Linked DNA regions of Sus scrofa: region 2 is linked to region 1. A link is a contact called in public HiChIP or PLAC-seq data. All regions are on one chromosome and are shown on one strand. The core of a region is the stretch at or near the end of the contact, and the rest is flanking DNA. Distances in the headings are between cores, read along the strand shown.

Evidence for each region. HiChIP or PLAC-seq counts read pairs in DNA pulled down with a chosen protein or histone mark.
Region 2: a contact with region 1 is called in an H3K27ac HiChIP or PLAC-seq map of alveolar macrophages. The contact joins the promoter of DDB2 here to the promoter of NUP160 in region 1.

The regions. Positions count from the first base shown.
Region 1 is chr2:14,837,908-14,842,411 of Sscrofa11.1, reverse strand. It overlaps NUP160 (nuclear pore complex protein Nup160), which reads right to left and starts at 2,356. Exons shown (of 37, transcript XM_021085052.1): 1 at 2,351-2,356; 2 at 1,599-1,920; 3 at 1,221-1,332. The coding sequence starts at 2,356.
Region 2 is chr2:15,368,132-15,372,437 of Sscrofa11.1, reverse strand. DDB2 (DNA damage-binding protein 2) reads left to right here and starts at 1,815. Exons shown (of 8, transcript XM_013994357.2): 1 at 1,815-3,870. The coding sequence starts at 3,744.

The sequences.
Region 1 (4,504 bases), core at 1,107-3,606:
GGAACCCGGGGGCCTGTCAGGAACTCCACGTGTATCTTGAGTCCATCTAATTCTCTTTCCCTAGCCAATCCCACAACCAGCATATCTTACTTGGTTCACCATGAAAGCAAATTCTTCTTTCATACTGTACCCATCCAATCCAAGTCTACTTTCCACAAAGTAGACTGATTATTTTAAAGTGTGACTTTGACCATGTTAGTAACACTTTAAGACTCTCCAATGACTGCTCAATGTACTTAGGATAAAAATCCCAAATCCCTGAAAAGGACCTGAGGGTTCTTCTTGATCGGAGTCCTGCTTACCTCCCTAGTCTCAGCATCACTCATATCACTTTCCATTTTGCCCAATGCACTTATGCCGCACAGAGCTTCAGTCAGTTCTTCAAATTTGTCAAGTTCTTTCCACCTTGTGGACTCTCCATTTGGTGATCCCACTTGCTAAACTGCTCTCTCTCCCAACTCCATGCCTAGCTAACCTTTCCTCCTTCAGATGAAATGTGACTTACTTCAGGCCTTCCCAGACACGCCAATTACATCTGATTTTCCCATTAGCTTCTCATACTTTTCCTCTGAGGGAAGTATGAAAAACTTCATTTACATACTTATGTGGGGTCATTAGCTTAATGGCGTTTTGGGGGTCACACCTGAGGCATGTAGAAGATCCCCGGCCAGGGAAAGAATCTGTGTCACAGCAGCAACTTGGGCTGTTGCAGTGACAATGCCAGATCCTTAACCTGTCGCACCACAAGGGAACTCCAGCTTAATGTCTTTTTCCTTCTCAAAACTGCCCCATGAAAGATGTGTCCACATCTATTCTTACACTACTATATCTTGCAGGATGAAAATGGAGACTGTTTTTGTTCATCCCTGCACTCCTAGAACACCTAGCAGTGCTTGACATGTAAAAACTCAAGACTAATTTGTAGAATGAAGGAAGCTTAAAGCACTATAAAAATATAACGGCTTCATGCTTAGAACTGATCTTTGGGGCTTTACCCTCGAAGCTACATTTCTTCTTTTTAGTGCTGCCAGGGAGGGCACCTCTTCCAGAACTCTGTGCCTGCTTAATTTTCCACTGACTCAGATATCAATAGGAAACAGTCTTTCTCTTTTCCTGTCTATAACCACTTCGGAGAATAAACGACACCTTGGGAACAGTCACGAAAATTCAGCCGCCGAACAAAACGCCCTTTCGGGAGATTTGACAAACACAGCACTTACCAATGAATGAACCTGTTTCTGGTGACGGAGAACAACTTGCCACTTTCCACGTAGTAGAAGCCTCCCGCGCTCTCACTGTATTTCACAGCTCCGGCCACTGCATTTGCAGTTCCTGCAAAAGAAGAGTGGTCACCCTTGCACACGTGGTTCTCAGGGGATGACACGGACTGAGGGCGCTGAGAAAGCAGAGGGTGACAGACTGAAAATCCATGCAAAAAGGGGAAAAAAAGAGAAAGAAGTAGAACACTAATGAAGCTCTGAATCCGGGGCTGGAGGCATGTGGGCTCAGGAGGATGAACTGGAGGACAGAGATTTAGGGATCCACGGGAAGATCCCGAGGGCAGGAGCTGCATCGAGCCCTACTGGATGCTTCCGTACCAATGTCGCAAACTGCGAATTCCCGAAAGTGCCTTGGCCTTTCGCGCTCAGCTCCGCTGAGCTCTACGAAGCTCCGTTCCATGGCTCCCGCCGCCGCCATCTTCCCGCCGCCGCCGCCGCGAGGCCTGACGGGACACCAGCCCAGCCGGGCGGCTGTCGTCACTTCCGGGGGCGGAGCAAGCACAGATGCGGACAGGTGAAGAAACCCGGAAAGGTCTAGGGCCTGTCCGACCCACCGTTGTGAGGCTTCCACCGAGCTGGCCGGAGACAGGGTGGGCAAGGAGGAAGCCAGATGAGAGGAGGCAGGGGGAGCTTGCAGGATCTACCTGCAGGAACCTTTGCGTGTCCGGCGAGGAAGCCCCAAGGGGCGGTGCCATTTTCCCGGCGGCCTCAGGGAAGGGGGCGGAGCCGGGTTTGTTTCCATTTTAAAAACTCCGGCGCGGGCAGCGGCTGGGCAGAGCCTCCAGGGAGGGGCGAGGTCCTAGGAGGCCACGCAGATGGGCGCCATCTACTGGATTTCGAGCTTTTGATCGCCTCTCCTTGCTTCCCCGTGTTACTCAGTGAATCTCCGCCTGGTCTCCTTTTCTTCACCTTTCAGCGACGTGGGTTGGGGGCGGAGTGAAGGGCAGAGTGGCCTTTTGTGTTGGGTTTTTTCGAGAGACTGTATTCGTGTGTTCTTGTATAATGAAGCATAATGTGTTTAATTAAACATTGATGCAGTTACCTGCTTGAAGCCCCTAAATGCTACTCACTTGCATACGTGAAAGAAATTTCCTTTATCTTCCATTTGTGATCTGTTTGGAAGGTCTTGTGCTTTACCTGCATTTAGGGCAGAGTAGATGCTGGATTTGGAGGAAAATGCCAGTCTTCAAGGGGAAAGTTAGTCTAAATCTCATGTATCAACATGACAGATTAAAGACGACCACAAATTCTTTGACTTTTTCCCATCAGGAGGTGGGTCTTTGTCCCTTCCTCTGGAATCTGGGAGGGCTCTGTAACTGCTGTAACTCATTGAACACAGCAGAAGTGACTCTGTGCCAGATTAGCCTTTTAATTTTTTTTTTTTTTTTGGGTCTTTTGTCCTTTTTAGGGCCGTACCCACGGCACATGCAGGTTCCCAGGCAAGGGGTCCAATCGGAGCTGTAGCCGCCAGCCTATGCCACCGCCACAGCAACACCAGATCCGAGCCGCCTCTGCGACACCACAGCTCATGGGAACGCCAGATCCTCAACCCACTGAGCGAGGCCAGGGACCTAACCGGAAACCACATGGTTCCTGCTCATATTTGCTTCCGCTGCACCAGGACAGAAACTCCCAGACTAGCCTTAACAGAGTCTGTTTCTCTCTTGGAGTGCTAACTAGGAGGGAAGCCATCTAATAAATTCAGCTATCCTGGGGTTGCCATCCTGGAGGAATCATGGGGAGAGACCACATGGAAGGGCTCTCAAGTTACTTAAAGTGAGAGATGTCTGGTGAGAGAGTCAAAAGTCACTAAGTTTGGGGTAATTTGTTAGCCAGCAATAGATATCAGGAACATTCTCTTGTCTTTCCTTTACATTCATACTTTTCCTCAACAGTCTTCCACATTTCATTCTTAGATAATGGAAACAACTCCAGTTGATCTTATTTTGCTGTTGTTCTCCCTGCCTCTCCATTTTACAAATACACTCTAACTGTTCCTAAACACCACTTACATTTTGTTTCTTCTTGTTTCACAAAATACTATATGCTGGGTGGCTTAAACAGCTAACACGTACTGCACACAGTTTTGGAGCCTGGGAAGTCCAAAATCAAGAGACCAGCAGATTCAGCGTCAGGTGAGAGTCAGCTTCCTGATTTATAGACAGCCATCTCTTGTGCCGTGTCCTTAAATTGTGGGGATTTTTTTTGTTGTTGGTTTGTTTTTGCTTTTTTATGGTTGCACCTGTGGCATATGGAAGTTCCCAAGTTAGCGGTCCAATTGGAGCTGCAGCTGCTGGCCTACGCCACAGCCGCAACAGTGCCACATCCAAGCTGCATCTGCGACCTGCACCACAGCTCATGGGATAAAGTGGGTCCTTAAACCCACTGAGCAAGGTCAGGGATTGAACCTGCACTCTCATGGGTACTAGTCAGACTCTTAACCCACTGAGCCATGATGGAAACTCCCTGTAGGGTCTTTTTTTAATAGGGCACCAATCCCTTTTTCGTGAGGGCTCCACCCTCACAATTGAATCCCTTGGGATGGTAATTTATAATAAGAACATTATATTTGGTCTTTGTCCCTCTTCCTGTCACAGAGAACCTGAAACTCTTGTAATTCCCTTAGTGATAAGAGGATGACTATCCTATGTTATGTTAATGAAGTCATTTTTGGAAAGTTTCTAGGTAACCTGAGGTTGGGGGCGGGGGCAGTGATTGCCAGGGGAAACAACCACTTGATTAGAGGTTTGGAACTTTTAGCCCTACCACCCCAACCTTTGGAGATTAAGTTCAGTTAACAGTGGCCAATAATTTAATCAGTCTTGCCTCTGTAATGAAGCCTCCAAAAAGCCAGAAGGATGGGGTTGAAAGCTTCCAAGTTGATGAACCAGAATACATCTATGTGCCAGGCCCTAAACTCCATGGAATAGAAGCTCCTGCATTTGGAAACTTGCCTTACGTATCTTTTCATCTAGCTATTCATTGTATTCTTTAATTCCTTTTCTGATAAATTGGTAATCCAAAAAAATAACCTGGTTTCTTGAGTTCTGCGAGCTGCTCTAGCAAATTTACCAAACCCGAGGAGAGCATTGTGGGAACCTCTGATTTATAGCCAATCAGAAGCAAAGGTGAACACCTGGACTTGTGATTGGCATCTGAAGTGGGGGCAGTCCTGTGGGTCAGCCCTTAACCCACACAATCTGAAGTCAGAATTGAATTAAACT
Region 2 (4,306 bases), core at 566-3,065, 530 kb before region 1:
AGTGGAAACGAATCCGGTTAGTAACCATGAAGTTTCAGGTTTGATCCCTGGCCTCACTCAGTGGGTTAGGGATCCTGCATTGCCTTGAGCTGTGGTGTAGGTCGAAGATGTGTCTGGGATCCTGCTTTGTTGTTGTTGTGGCTGTGGTGTAGGCCAGCAGGTGTAGCTCCGATTTGACTCCTAACCTGAGAGCCTCCATATGTTGTGGGTACAACCCTAAAAAGCAAAAAAAAAAAAAAAAAAAAAAAAAAGCATTATTTGCTTTTGTCCACTCTGCACCTAATGGTTCACCAGATGGGAACATCTGACATCAAGTCCCTGAGCTGCTGCTTTTGGTAAAACAAAGCAAAATCCAGGGTAAGGAAGGCCCAGCATACAACCTGAGGCAAAGCATTTTACTGGTACGTGCAAGGGAGGTTTCCACTGCTCACACATGGGTTTTTTTGTTTGTTTGTTTTTTAGTCTACCATGGAAGAGTCTTCAATACTAAAAGGGATTCTGGGAAAACCTGACATTTCCTTTGTTCATGAATCCAACATGGCCAACTATTACCTCCTTGCCTTTCTGCTCCTTCTGCCTGGAATGCTCTCCCACTCTCCTCTCCCTCGATTTCCCCTCCAGATTAAGCTTAAGTATCACCTTTTCTGAGAAGTCTTCCTTGACACTGTCCCTTCTTTACCCCACTCCAAGCTGAGTTCAAGTGTCCTTTTTCTGTGCCCCCTGCCCCTCCAGAATCCAATGGTTCCTCTCTCACCAAGCTTATAACACTCTACAGTAGCTGTATGTTTATCTATTAAAAGGCACACTTGGAGTTCCCGTCGTGGCGCAGTGGTTAACGAATCCGACTAGGAACCATGAGGTTGCGGGTTCGGTCCCTGCCCTTGCTCAGTGGGTTAACGATCCGGCGTTGCCGTGAGCTGTGGTGTAGGTTGCAGATGCGGCTCGGATCCTGCGTTGCTGTGGCTCTGGCGTAGGCTGGTGGCTACAGCTCCGATTGGACCCCTAGCCTGGGAACCTCCATATGCCGCGGGAGCGGCCCAAGAAATAGCAAAAAGACAAAAAAAATAAATAAATAAATAAAATAAAAGGCACACTCCATGGGGAAAAAAAAGAGTATTTTTTTGGCCACACCCACAACATACCGAAGTTCCCAGGCCAAAGATTGAACCCTTGCCACAGCAGTAACCAGAGCCACAGCAATGACCATGCCAGAACCTTAACCCACTGGGCCACCAGGAAACTCTAGGAAACAAGAGCATGTTTAATTTCAGCTTTCTCTTTGACTGGAATAATGTCAGAGTATGTTTTTGACAGATGTCAGTAGAATGAATTCTCCTGCTTGCCACTATTCAACCACCCCCTTGATCTGGCCTCTCTTACTTTGCACAAATCCTTAATGTGATCAATTTTCTCCTCCTATCCTATTTATAAATTTTAATGCCCCAAGCCAAATTCCACCAGGGACACTCCTGTGGTTGAACTCTAGGTCTACTGCTCATTGCAACAGAACATGCATACCACGGGGAATGGTGGGACATCTCTGTAAGAAGGTATTAGAGGGAGTTCCAGTCATGGCTCAGTGGTAACAAATCTGACTAGTACCCACAAGGAAGCAGATTCGATCCCTGGCCTCGCTCAGTGGGTTGGGGATCCAGCATTGCCATGAGCTGTTGTGTAGTGCTCAGACACGGCTCAGTTCTGGTGTTGCTGTGGCTGTGGTGTAGGCCAGCAGCTACAGCTCCGATCAGACCTCTAGCCTGGGAACTTCCATATGCTGTGGGTGCAGCCTTTAAAAGACAAAAAAAAAAAAAAAAAAGAGTGAAGGTATTAGAAAGAACTTACAGGATTGGTTTGTGTTGGATGGCTTGGATAATAGTTCAAAGAAGTGAAGTTTTGCTCTGGATTGGAGGCCGAAAGGAAACAGGGGTGATCCTATGATTGGGCATCAATAAACCTTATCTATAAGGTGGGGGGAATGAAGCAAAGCCAAAGCTGTGATTAGCAAAGAACCTGCAGTCACTCATTTTAGCTAAATAATAAGGGTCTGTTTGGTCATTTTTTTTGTGGTTTGGACAATGTTCATACTTTTTTCTGTGTGCAGTGATCTTGTTTTTGTGTTGATCTATCATGGTCACAGAATGGCCTTGTCTGTGCTGATGTTTTGTGAAATTGTTTATTTGGACAGAACGTTAAGGCTTAGCTAATAGTACCAGGCCAGCTCCCAGATGCCAGGAGCTGATTTTTCTTTTTCTCATGGTTCTCACACTCATTCCTAACTTTTACCAGTCTGTTTCTTCTCCTAGGATGCTCTTCTCTGCCCCCCTCCCATCCCCAAACTCCACAAAATCCCATTTTCCTTATGAGCTTTTCCTAAATATTCTTTCTCCATTAGATTATATTTTCTGAATGCATCTAAAAGTGTTTGTTGGCTTACAATATAGTACTCAGTTGTGTTCTATCTTGAATTGTTTGACTTGTTTCACATGTATTTTTCCTCTTAGTAGATTGTAAACGTTTTAGCGGAAGGGTCATTAAGGATCCCCCAGAAATGAGCACCCTGCAGAGGTGAAACTAATGGCTGGTCTTAGTAAGTGGGCTGGGGACAACTTGCTTCTGTAACGGAGCTACAGGTCTGCAGAGGAGAAGCCACCAGCGTGCCCTTTCCCCTGGTGGTTGCCATTTCTAACACCTTGTGCTGATTGGAAGAAAGCTTTTTCCAGCTTTTCTTTTGGAGTATTCATTCCTTTCAAGAGATATTTTTGCAACTCTATTCTGTCCCTACCTGTCTGAAAGCTCCTGGAGTGTAGGATCTACCACTAATGCATGTTTGCCTCCTCTCACCCTCCCAAAGCATCTGGCACCAGACTTGGCGGGTGGAAGGAAAGGACCAGCAGTCCGACTAACCCCAGCTTCTGCCTGGCTCGTCGCGGAAAGTGGGGTGCATCCAAACTATCTCCCTGTCGGGCCGGGCGGGACACCTATGAGACTCCCTGCCTTGGCCTTTGGCTGAAATCGTGTGCACAAGGCCTCAGCCCAGTTAGCTGCACGCTGTATAGGCCCATCGTCGCTGTCCCACGCTGCTCTTTGGGCAGACACTCAACAGGTTTGGAGAAACTTTAATTAAAAGCTTTGAGTTTTAACCACTTTCTACAGAGAAGCTGAGATTCGACGGAGCTGGAGACATTTAAGTAATTGCCACAGACCGCAAGGCCGGCGGAAGGAATCGGCTCGGTTTTCACAGCGGGGAAGCGGACAGCATTGTATAAAGCCGCCCCACACCAACTGTACGGATCAGCCAATCACAAAGCCCGAGAGGGTGTGGTCACCAATTAGAAAGTAGAGAAGGCGGAGCCGAAGGCTTGATTGGCATCGGTCTTGGGTGAGGGGGCCCATAGGCCTGGCATAGACCCCCCTGAAGAGGCTTCAATTCGGGAGGCCTTGCTCTGGCGGCCATTTTTATTTCTGGCAGGTCAGCTGACTTGGACTAGCTCAGGGCCAACACGTAGGCAGGCGGCATCCCTTTTCTCTGGGGAGCGGCTGAGGCCCTCCCCTTACACACTTCCCATCTCTCCGCGCGCGCCCCCGCCTTCCCGGTGAGCCTGTTTGGCGGGAAGTTGGCTTAGTTGGCTTACCTGTGGCTCAGCGGGCTCCCTGGTCCCTCCCTTATTTCTCCCCAGAAGCTTCTCAATCTTCCCCTGGTGATCTCGGCATAGGGCATAGTACCCCTTCGCACGGAGGACGCGATGGCTCCCAGGAAACGCCCAGAAACCCAGAAGACCCCTGAGGTGGTTTTACGCCCCAAGAGCAAGAGGAACAGAAGCCCCCGTGAGCTGGAGCCCGAGGCCAAGAAGCTCTGTTTGAAGGGCCCCGGTACTGCCTGCGCCTGCTGCTTTAATAATTCCGCCGTTTGGGGTTCTCACGCAAGAGGCTGGAGTGGGGGGATGGGTGTTCCTAGGTTCGAGGCTGTCCCAAATTTTGGACGCCTCAGGCTAGGAATTTTATCTGCAGGTCTTTGACGCCTTGGAGCTTGGCTTAACCTCCCTCAGGTGATGGGAAGAGGCAGATGAGTTACATTACAAAGGACACAACAGACTCCAAAATCCTTGTTTGTACCAGGATTTTTACACACTGGGGACTGCTTAAAATAATCCTACTTTGCCTGGAGGTGTAGCTGTATATCCTTGGTTTAGCTGCGAGAACCCTTCATTTCCTTCCTCTCTTCGGATGACGCATTTTCTGGGGTTTACTGCGGCTTGGACCTGGGGCTGTAAGGAATGCAGGGAATTGAAAAGACTGAAGCAGGAGG